2 separate regions of the Ovis canadensis genome follow, and region 1 is linked to region 2. Evidence: chromatin contacts called from public Hi-C data. All regions are on one chromosome and are shown on one strand. Each heading gives the region's core, a stretch centred on a gene start, on an enhancer-like site or on the middle of the called end of the contact. The rest is flanking DNA. Distances are from core to core; before and after follow the strand shown. Region 1 overlaps NMNAT2 (nicotinamide nucleotide adenylyltransferase 2). Region 2 has its middle 16 kb from the start of SHCBP1L.

Region 1 (5,224 bases), core at 2,004-4,503, 310 kb before region 2:
CCTGACACACAGTGACATACAACTGTTAATAAGTGAATCTGCCTAAATAGACACATCAATAAACACAGAGATGTTCAAGGTGAAGGGCATAAATGCTAACACGCTGTGGGATAACCAAGCAAGGAGGGAGAGTTTCAGGGGAAACGAGTTATACTATGTAAGCCCTTTCCTCTCCACGCCTGAACAATTTCTTGCAGGTGAAATTTTAAACCTCTTTTCAATTCTGGATTAAGTGGCTTAATTAACTTTTACTTTCCTCTCTACTTTGCAAGCTGCTTTGAAAGGAAAAAGTAATGCAGGCGAAGTTCTGTACAAGATTTCAGCAAAGCTCTTTCAAGAATCCAGGCAAATCTGGGCAGTAGCCTGAGGCCCCTTCCCACAGGGAGGCCCTGGCAGCCAGGGAGGGGATTTACAGGGATAAAGTGACAGGGCAGCAGCCTGAAGGGCCAGCACGTGAGCAGGACGTCTCAGGGGCCTCCTTGCTGCATGTGACTTGTGATGTGTGCCTCTCAAGGGCAGACACAGGCTTGCTGGAGCCTGAAATGGACACAACGAGGGGCCCTTAAAGCACAGCCAGCCCCTCTGTGCTGACTGCAGGGCCTCTAGATTCTTTCCCAAACGGCTGCTCCTGACCTTGTCAGGTCCGACTTATAGAGACCAGGGAAAAGAGCCCCAGGTCACTCCTCTTCCGGTTGGTCCCTGATACTGAAGTGGGACCAACCAGAAAGGGAATGTGTTGATTAAAAGAGAAAAATTGAGAAACCGAAAGCTGTTGATGTACTGGGGCTGTGGCAGTGGGGGTGGACTTGACGCTCATTTATTCAGTCATCTTCCCACCTGACCGGCACCCTGGGGATCGGAGCACCCAGCCTGGCTACTCCCAGAGGTGCAGCAGATCCAGACCAAGCGGGGACCCCACGTCTGTGCAGCTGAAGGGGCTGAGAATGCCCATCCGCAGCACGAGCAGAAGGGCGATTGGATGAAGCAGACCCTCAGGGCTCACTCCAGAGGATTTTCTAGAGCCTGGAATGCTAACCTCCCCACCCTCAAGCACCCACAAAACTCTGTGGGATCCTTAGAATCATGCCATCTGAACAGAAAAAAACATGGAGCTGTTTCCTTACATAATGAGTGTGACTCTCAGGCCACAACAGAGGTGTGCCAGAAATATCACATGTAATTTATTCATACCTAATGAAAATTCAACTCCAAATCACTATCCCCAGGGATGATGGGAAATAGGTCTCAGTCATTGCTGACCAGCAGAACCTGAGAGGCTCTTGTGGGCTCCGAACACGAGCATCTCTTCATCGGGGTTGCCACACACATCTTCCCTCTCAGGACCTTGAGGTGGGTGGCCCTCCCCTCTGCCCACCTGGGGAATGGGACTCCTGACTGAGTCTGGAAGCCCCGTGCTGGACACCACCCACCTATGATCCTGCCCCTGTCTTCTTCTGAGGCTTTGCCCTTAGGGCAGGGGGTGGGCTTCACAGATCTCTAGCTTCTTCTAGTGTGGAAGGAGCAGGGGGCAATGGAACCTCTTCTTTCTCCTTGGAAGCTAGCGCCCCTATTGTCTCTTCCCTCCTCAGGACCTCAAGAAACATGTTGTCAGTGTGTTTAAAGCCAGTGACTTCAAAACGTTCTGCTTTCTGCCCTGCAAATTCCTTTCGTAAAGGCTCTGGTTCTCTGATAAAATAGGGTGGGGATTGGACAAAGGTGGACACGGGGAGCATGAAACTAGCTAGCAGCTCAGTGGTTTATCCCACTGTCCCTACTGGGGGAAGGTTGGAGCTTACGGTCTAGGAAGGAAAGGTCTTTCTTTCAAGACTGGTCCAGGGTGAGCCCTGGTGATTCCAATAGAAGCTCTGATCTCAGGTGGCCTCAGCCTGCAGTGGCTTGAAACAGGGTTTCGGTTCCTGCCCAGAGACTGAGGCTGGGTCTCGGAGATGAGAGCACCAAATCCTAGCCGCTAGACCAGCGGTCTGAGACAAGACCCTAGCTCTTCAACTCTGCAGAAAAGAATTCCCACAAAGACAGCAAGGAGTGTAACAAGTGAAGTGTTTATTAGGAGGAGGAGAACACGGTACGTGTGGATAGACACATGGGCGGACTCAGAGAGCTGCGCCCTCGTGATAGTTTGATTCACTTTTATGAGACGTTTCTTCCAGGTTTCCTTTGGCTAATCATTTCGATCTGTCTGGTTCTGGGTATGTATTTGGTATATCTCAGGAGCCTTCCATGTCTATGCACATCTCTCAGCCGAGATGGATTTCACCCAAGAGGCCTGTGGGTAGTTGGCGTCACTCCACTTTTGACCTCTTAAGGAGATTTCTAGTTGGGAGGGTTTCCTTGACTTCGAGAATGGGAAATGTATAGTCTCTTATCTCTTCTCCAGGCAGGGCTCAGCCTCCTCTCTTGATTGTACTGCTACTGATGTTTCAGAGTTTCTGTCCACGGGGAGTGAATTCCAGTTGCTTTCCCTGGTGGGTGGTGGTGGGGTGGGGACATGCTCCATCTACCTGCTGCCTCTGTTCTACCCTCCAGAGTTTGCCTGGAAGCAGCTTGTTTTAGGGATCTCTGTTCCTAACTATGAGATTACTTGGAGTGAGGTATGTGAGAGCCACTTCTGCTCCCAATTTCATTCATTTAGTCCACCCTTTATCAGAACACATTTCTTTTCATTACCCGGTATCCTGAGTGATACTTGATGGCTGCAGACCTGTGCTCAGTGACCATGAGCCTGAGGCTCTGAATCTGCCAATGATGGGGCAGAAAGGTGGGGAAGAGAGCCAGCTTTCTTGGAAAAGTCCTAGGTCCTTGCTCCGCATTCCAGCTTCCCATGCCATCTCCAGAATCCTCAGAAACAAAACAGGGGAGAAGCCACTATTCAAACAGGTCTGGGGGGAACATAGGAGCCTCTCTGCCCTCTGTAAAGAGCACTCACCAGAGGCCACAGGGCAGCAGTGTCCCCACCCAGTCCGAAGCAGCTGGAACAGTCTGTTCCCACAACAGGGCTGCCAAGGCCTCTCTCGGCACACTCACAGACTCTCCATTGAGTCAGTCTTGCTCGTTCTTTTGATTTGGATGCCTGAACCTATGCTCTCCATCCAGAAATGTAATTACACAACCATGCACCCCAACCCAAGCATATCCCTTGGGCATTTCCCAATAGACACAAAGATCCATTAGCCCATAGTGAATTCTGACCTTCTCTGACCAGTGACACACCCCTTCCCCTTACATTCCGTGGAGAGAAAATGCCATACATATTCATCACATTTCTCTCCATGGAACACAGAAGAGTTGCTTCTGCATGGTCTGGCACTTGGCATTTTCATTCTTGATTCCCCAGAGAAAGCAAGATCCAGTTTCCTGGACCCGCTTTTGGAGGTGGGGACCCCAGTCCCCCCCAGCCCATCCCATTCCCAAGCTTTTAATCAGAATAGTCTCCCCCAGGAGACCTGATCTTATCAGAATAGTCCCCCCAGGAGACCTGATCTTTGCTGTGTTGCATCCTGAGGCTGGGCTTCCCTGGTGGGTCAGGTGGTAAAGAATCCACCTGCAATGCAGGAGACCCAGGTTCGATCCCTGGTCAGGAAAAGCCCCTGGAGAAGGGAATGGCTACTCACTTCAGTATTCTTGCCTGGAGAATCCCATGCACAGAGGAGCCTTGTGGGCTGCAGACGACAAAGTCACAAAGAGTCGCTGAGCAACTAAGCACACAGCAGACACACATCCTGACACCAGCAGGGGAGCAGGTACCCAGGCCTGGACCAGGATCTGTGAGAAGGCAAGGCCAAAGCCTAAAAGGTCAAGTCATGACAGATTTGTGAGACAGGAAACGCTTATCCTCCTCCCCTCCCTCAAACAAAGCCCATCGTCTAGTGATCTTATGCTGCCAGCTGCTTTTTCCATTACAGTATAATGGAAGGCAATCTGGCAAATTAATTCTGATTCAGGCGTTCTTTCCTTCCATCAATCTTTCAGCTAATCCTGAGTGCCCAGTATGAATGTAAGTACTTATTTGTCCTGGCAGCACTTGCTAAAACTATCTTACAGTTTTTATTCTATTAGTTCATTATAGTACATGAAATGAAACATATAGAAAGTTTAAAAGAGTTCTTGAACTTAGTAAGCAGTCAATAAATGTTGGCTGTTATTTATTCATTGGTTTTAAAATATTTATTGAGTACCTGTCATGTGCCAGACACTGTTCTAGGGCGGAAAGAACAAAGAAAACAGAATGCATCAAGTTTCCAACCACGTGCTTTGCCTTCTATGGGGGAGACACAATAAACACTCTTCTTGTTTCTCATGGCTTATCTTGGTTAACCCCCGGAGCCCGCCTGAAAGTGGAGTCCATTTACAGATATGGAAACCCGGGCTCACTTGGACTGGACTTGTCCGAGCGTGCGCGCGCTTGTGCATGCTCAGTGGTATCCGTCTCTTTGCAACCCCATAGACTGCAGTCCACCAGCTTCCTCTGTCCGTGGGCTTTCCCAGGCAGGAATACTGGAATTGGTTGCCATTTCTTCCTCCAAGGGATCTTCCTGACCCCAGGGATTGAACCCTCATTTCCTGCATTGGCAGGCGGATTCCTTACCACTGCACCACCTGGGAAACCAGACTTGTCCAAGACCTCTTAGCTATTAACAGCAGAGCAGGACTTCGCACATGTTCAGTTCCCTAATGCAGGTAAGACAGACAGGTGGGAAGAAAGACATGTAGTTCATAGCAGCCCAGCAGCCCAGCTTCCCTGATGGCTCAGACAGTAAAGTGTCTGCCTGCAAAATGTGGGAGACCTGGGTTTGATCCCTGGGTTGGGAAGATCCTCTGGAGAAGGAAATGGCAACCCACTCCAGTACTCTTGCCTGGAAAATCCCATGGACCAAGGAGCCTGGTGTAGTCCATAGGGTTGCAAAGAGTCGGACATGACTGAGTGACTTCACTTTCACTTTCTTTCAGCAGCTTGAGCTGGGGTTTGAATGATGGGCAGGACTGGATTTAAGTGAGTGCAAAGAGAAGGGCTTTAGGGGTTGAGAGAAGGCTGCCAAAGATCCGGTGGTAGGAATAAGACCTTTAGGGGAGATGGTTCTCCTTGGCTGAAAACAGAAGGTTTATCTTGGTCTTTGCCTAGGAAGCTTCTGACTTTTCAGCAAGCAGACAAAATCATTTCAGTTTAATGATTACATGTATTTGCCACTTGAAAATGGTATTTGCATTT
Region 2 (5,433 bases), core at 1,407-3,906:
CTGGGATTGGGAGCTCAGAGGCTTAGCCATTATCCCACCAGGGAAGTCCCCCAATGATACAATTTCTAACTTGTTCCCATTTACACATGGAGAAACCGAAGTTCAGAAAGGCCAATAACGCTTCTTGAAGTTGCCTAGCTTGAGAGGGGCTGAGCTGAGCAGTCTTTTTCCAGAGCCTGAGGCCTAACTGAACTGGCTCCCGGTGCCCTTTCCTTTGCAGTTTACGCTTGATGTTCCTTAGTAATGTGACAAAAGATGTCTCCCACCTCCAGTCTATGCCCTCTGGGAAGCCTTGACTCTGGGAATTCCATAGACAGTTTAAAGTCAGGGGTAGAAGAGCTAGCCCAAGCCTTTTTGTCCCCCTAGGAAGCCTCTTATTTCCTCTAGTACAATGGCCTTCTTCTCTTTCATATATTTCAATACTCTTCAAAACTTAGACAAAGAGCTACTATTTGATTCTTTAAAATGTTTTTTTATTATGACAGAAATACATGCGCATTGAAAACTTTTAAGAAAAAGAAAACATGAAACTATGTAAAGAACCACATAGTCCACCCACCCCTAAATCCCTAAGATAATGCTCTTAACATGTTTGTGGATTTTCCTGTGCACATACAGCTTCAAGTGTGTTTTTTCATATATGGTAATGTGGTAAACAGGCTTCCCTGGTGGCTCAGCAGTAAAGAATCTGCCTGCTAGGCAGTGGTGTCGGTTCCACCCCTGGGTCAGGAAGATCCCCTGGAGAAGGAAATGGCAGCCCACTCCAGTATTGTTGCCTGGGAAATCCCATGGACAGAGGAGCCTGAGGGCTATAGTTCATGGAGTCGCAGAAGAGTCAGACACGAGTCAGCAAGTAAACAGCAACAATGTGATAAACACTTTCCCAACATTCTTCAGGGCAACAGCTATGTTTATTTGGGTTACTATTATACATCCAGGGCCTAGCACAGTACCTGGCACACAGCAATTAGCACCTAGTTATTAATTTCTAATTATTTGATTTAATAAATATTAGTTGATCGAATGACTGACATTATATATCCTTCCAAAACTTTCTAAAGCCCACATAATTATGAATCTCTGAGATAAAGTGTAACTGTGAAATCACATTAAGATGGTGCATGACTCATTTCCAGCTGTTTCACCAGGGAAAGACAAAACCGTATAACACAAAGAAGCCTGGGGCAGGAGTCAGGCTGGCAGGGCTCTAGCTTAGTTCAGCTATCCTACGTATAACAATACACACTCCATTTTAACTTCCTAATACTTCGGTTTCCTCATTTGTGATGTGAAGAGGTTGATTGGACTGCTTGCTAATATTCATTTCTATTTTTACTCTATACCATTTTCTTTCTTTGCAAGGGTGTTGCTGTAGTACATAAATACATTTTATGTTAAAACATTTAAGTAATACAGAATTACATGGGGTAGAAGATAAAGTTTCCATCTTACAACCACTCCCATCCCCAGTACCATTCTTCTCCCCAAAGGTGACAGTGAGTATAGTTTGATGTCTTTAGGTCCTTCTAATGTTTTTATATATGTCCAAATATAAATTTGTAATTTAAAAATCCATAAATGGGATATTATCTGTATTATTCTATAGAACTGCTTCTTATCCTTTTCCCCATTTCTCTACAATATATTTTGGGGGCCCTTTCTGAGTCAGCATATCCAAATTGGCTTTATTTTGGTAAATTGGGTGTTACCATCAGTTATTTACACCACCAGCAACAGATGTAGGTTGTTTCCAGTTTTATGCTATTATAAACAGTGCAATAGTAAATAAGGTACTGCAGGCTGTAGCAATTAGGAGCATGAACTTTGGACTTAAGACCGTGTGCATTTGAATCCTGGCTCCTTCACGTTATAGTGGTTACTTAACCTTTCTGTGCCTCAGTTTCCTCAACAGTAAAGTGGAGAATATGGATTTTAGGAAAAACCCGATCAGCATAGAGTTCTTCAACTCTATATGGCACACCGTTAAGTGTTAAATGCTATTATCGTCATCATTATAATCATTATGTATAACATCTTTGTGCACCTACACAAGGGAGTTGATTTCTAAAGATGGAATTACTGGGTTAAAGTTAAGCACATTTAAGAGTTTGACAAGTTTTGCCAAACTGCCTTCCTGAAAGTCTTTAAGGATTCCTACTTTCATCCACAGTGGTTAAGAGTGCCTTTCTTACGTTGGTCACTATCCATTTTACATATATTTGCTCTCCTATGAGAGATCTGTGCTGATTAGCTCTTGTCATTCTTAGTGTCCTTTATTGTCAAGACTGAAGTGTAAGGCTTCTGGTGGGCGTCCAGGCGCGTTTGGGCCACTAGCTCTTCACCAGAGGAGCTAGAGTCCGCGGCTTCGGGTTCTGCTTTGTCCACAGCCCGCGCTGCCTCTCTTTAGTGGAATGCATGTGCCCTGAAACATGTCTGCTGCTTCTTTTCTTTTGGGTGGTTTACGTAAAGTGAAATTAAAATCCCGTATTTACCTCAAAAAGAGCTAAAAGCAACAGCAGAACACCAAACAAATATCCGGGAGTAAGCGCTCATTGCCAGAGTTTAAAGATTTAACAGACATCACATTTGAGGCGAAAGAAATGTTAGACTTTAAAGAAATGTGTCTGAGCTTGTCCTTTAGCAAACTGGTGTGCAGCCTCCTTCTGAGTCAGGGCTGGAGCTGGCGGGGCTAAAGGAATGCTTCAGGCTCCACCCAGCCCTGTGGGATTAAACCATGCAGAAGCTCTCTAGTGCCCTCTTCTGGCCAAATTGAGGAGCTACATGCTTGTCAGAATGTTCCTGTATCCTCCCAACATTCAGAATATTTGTTTACAAAGTTAACAAAAAGAGTTAAGGAAGAGGGGAAATTTGGTGTTTTAAGAGAGAAAAATTAAATTGCTGACTGGAGTGTTTATTAATATCTATTTTTTTCAATTGAGAAAACCAAAAGGAAAAACAAATATAACTATTTTTCACAGCATCCTATTGAGTACACTTTCAAAACAATGAAAACCATATATCCACCCTACAAAACTTCTACAATTCCTAGACCTTCAGATACACTCACTCAGTGTTTCCTGACCAATACAAACCTTATTTAAATAAAAGGGAGGGGATATATGTATACCTATGGGTGATTCATGTTGAGATTTGACAGAAAACAGCAAAAATCTGTAAAGCAATTATCCTTCGATTAAAAAATTAATTAATTAAATAAAAAATAAATGCTTAACATACAGAAAAATGTGAAAATAATATGCTAGCATCATTAAGGACTTTATAAAACTATAGCTACTCCTTATTTACCTGTGTTCTTTATATCTGAATTGTCCTCTGGGAATGACCGGGTGAAACAGAAAACTTTTCTCCCCCTTGCAGCTGTCAGAGTTGAAGGTTTTCCTCTGACTTCCTTCAGATCTTTACTCAGAAGTCAGCTAATTCAGAAGTCAGCTGAATTTAATTTTGAATGCCTGAACACCTAAACGATGGCTAGAACAAATGGAAATTGAATCTTCCCAATTGCCATTCTTGATCTAGTTTCCCCCTGCTCCCTTCACTTTCCAAAGCATGCCAAACTCATGACCTACCCCCAAAGACATAGTGACTATCTGAGTAGATATCTACAGTTTCACCTTCTGCTAGCATGCAAGCTCTAGATAAAGTATAGACTTTTGTGTGCTGGGCTGAAGTAGCAGTCATCAGCAGGGCTGCCTCGATAGCTTCAAAGGAGGAGGTGACTGCATACCCAGCACAATATTCACCTTTGCCATTTTTCAAATAAGAAACATCCATAAATCATGCATTAGCAATAGTAGTTTCTTGTAAGTCAGCTCTAAGGATTAATAACTGCTGAGTCAGTTATTAATGAGTTATTATGAGGAGTTTGGTGAGTAGGTAAAGGGACAGGCTTGCACGGTTCAAGTTGTTGCAGTGAGAAAGGGTTGTGTGAAGAGAAGTCAGTAACCATATTTCATATGAAGTAAGATGGCTTGCAGAAAGGTGTTTATGGTGATGAGACTTGAGGCCAGGCTATATCACATGGGGAGTACAGATGATGAGTGGACAGCCCATAACTGTTTGCTCAGTTGGTTTTGCAAGAGTTGCTACCACTGAAGTAGCTCCCAGGCATGGGGGAAGACCTCTGGTTACAGAGTCTAATTGTTGACTGCAATTGCCAAGGGGTCAATGATGACCTGTGTGCCTTTTAATAAGCACTTCTAGGGCATTCTTTTCCCCTTCTTATACAAAGAGGAAAATAAGAAGCTGGTAATTAGGATGTCCTAAAGCAGAGACTGAGAAGTCTGCTTTTCAGGTTCTGGAAAGCCATAAAATGTGTTTTCCTCCCCCCCTAAGAGATCTGGTCTTTCAGCTTTGAGCAATGCATAAAGAGATTGGGCAATGAAGAAAAAGTTAGGTATCCAGTTCCTGCAGTATCTGGCCAGACCCCAAAATCCTTGAAGTTGTCTTTCAGTCTGTGGGAAATCTGAGACCCTGTGGATCCTATTAGGTTCTAAAAGGAGTCCTTGATCTGAGATCAAGTGTCCTGGGTATTTGATCTGAATTTGAGCAAGATGTCATTTCTTTAGAGACCTGAAGACCTTTAGTTACTAACAGCTTGAGGAGACAGATCCTATCTTGCTCACTTGCTTCCTTGGAAGAGGAGCAGAAAAGAAGTTTGTCAACATATTTTAAGAGGGTAGACACTTGTGGAAAATCGACATCTGCTAAATCTGCTTTTAGGATCTGTGAAAAGTAGAGAAAACTTTCGGTGTAGTCGGGTGTATTATTGTCCTTTCCACATGAAAGTGAGTAAAGATTGACTCAGGATCCACAAGGTATGCTGAAAAGCGCATTATAGAGATTTATCATAGTGAAAATTTTACTCTCTGTAGGTACGGCAACCCACTCCAGTATTCTTGCCTGAAAAGTCTCATGGACAGAGGAGCCTGGTGGGCTACCGTCCAAACGATCGCAAGGAGTCGGACACGACTAAACGACTAAGCACAGAAGATCCCCTGGAGAAGGAAATGACAACCTCCTCCAGTACTCTTGCCTGGAAAATCCCATGGAAGGAGGAGCATGGTGGGCTACAGTCCATGGGGTCGCAAAGAGTCGGACACGACTGACTTCATTTCACTAATTGCCACTAAAAGGGTGTGAGGGTTGGAGACAACTGGATGACAAGGGATGACAATGTTATTAACAGCCCTCAGATCTTGGACAAATCTTCACCCTCTTCCTTGGATTTCTTAACAGGGAATACAAGGACTGGTGCCAGGGACTAGGGAGCCTTGTGTCTCATATTCCTCTATGATTGATTAATTCCTGCTAAGGCCTCAGGATTTAAAGGATACTGTTCAATATTAGGAAAAGGCTTACCAGAGTCAATATAAATTTGAATTCAGTTAAGTTCAGTTCAGTTGCTCAGTCACG

What was found. Hi-C and Micro-C count contacts between places; a contact is called where the count stands out from the background.
Region 1: a Hi-C map of fibroblasts shows a contact between it and region 2, with 5 times the contacts expected there. The contact joins two enhancer-like sites. A contact is called at or near these places in 2 of 2 Hi-C or Micro-C datasets (fibroblasts and lung).

The regions. Positions count from the first base shown.
Region 1 is chr12:75,185,135-75,190,358 of ARS-UI_OviCan_v2, reverse strand. All of the region lies in intron 12 of NMNAT2 (nicotinamide nucleotide adenylyltransferase 2), which reads left to right. Among named protein-coding and RNA genes, the nearest start is that of LAMC2, 92 kb to the right of the region's middle. Within about 2 kb of position 3,253, the one cell type or tissue checked has open chromatin away from gene starts, as enhancers often do. A contact at or near this core is called in fibroblasts, where this site is marked.
Region 2 is chr12:74,875,949-74,881,381 of ARS-UI_OviCan_v2, reverse strand. No RefSeq gene overlaps it. Among named protein-coding and RNA genes, the nearest start is that of SHCBP1L, 16 kb to the right of the region's middle. Within about 2 kb of position 2,656, the one cell type or tissue checked has open chromatin away from gene starts, as enhancers often do. A contact at or near this core is called in fibroblasts, where this site is marked.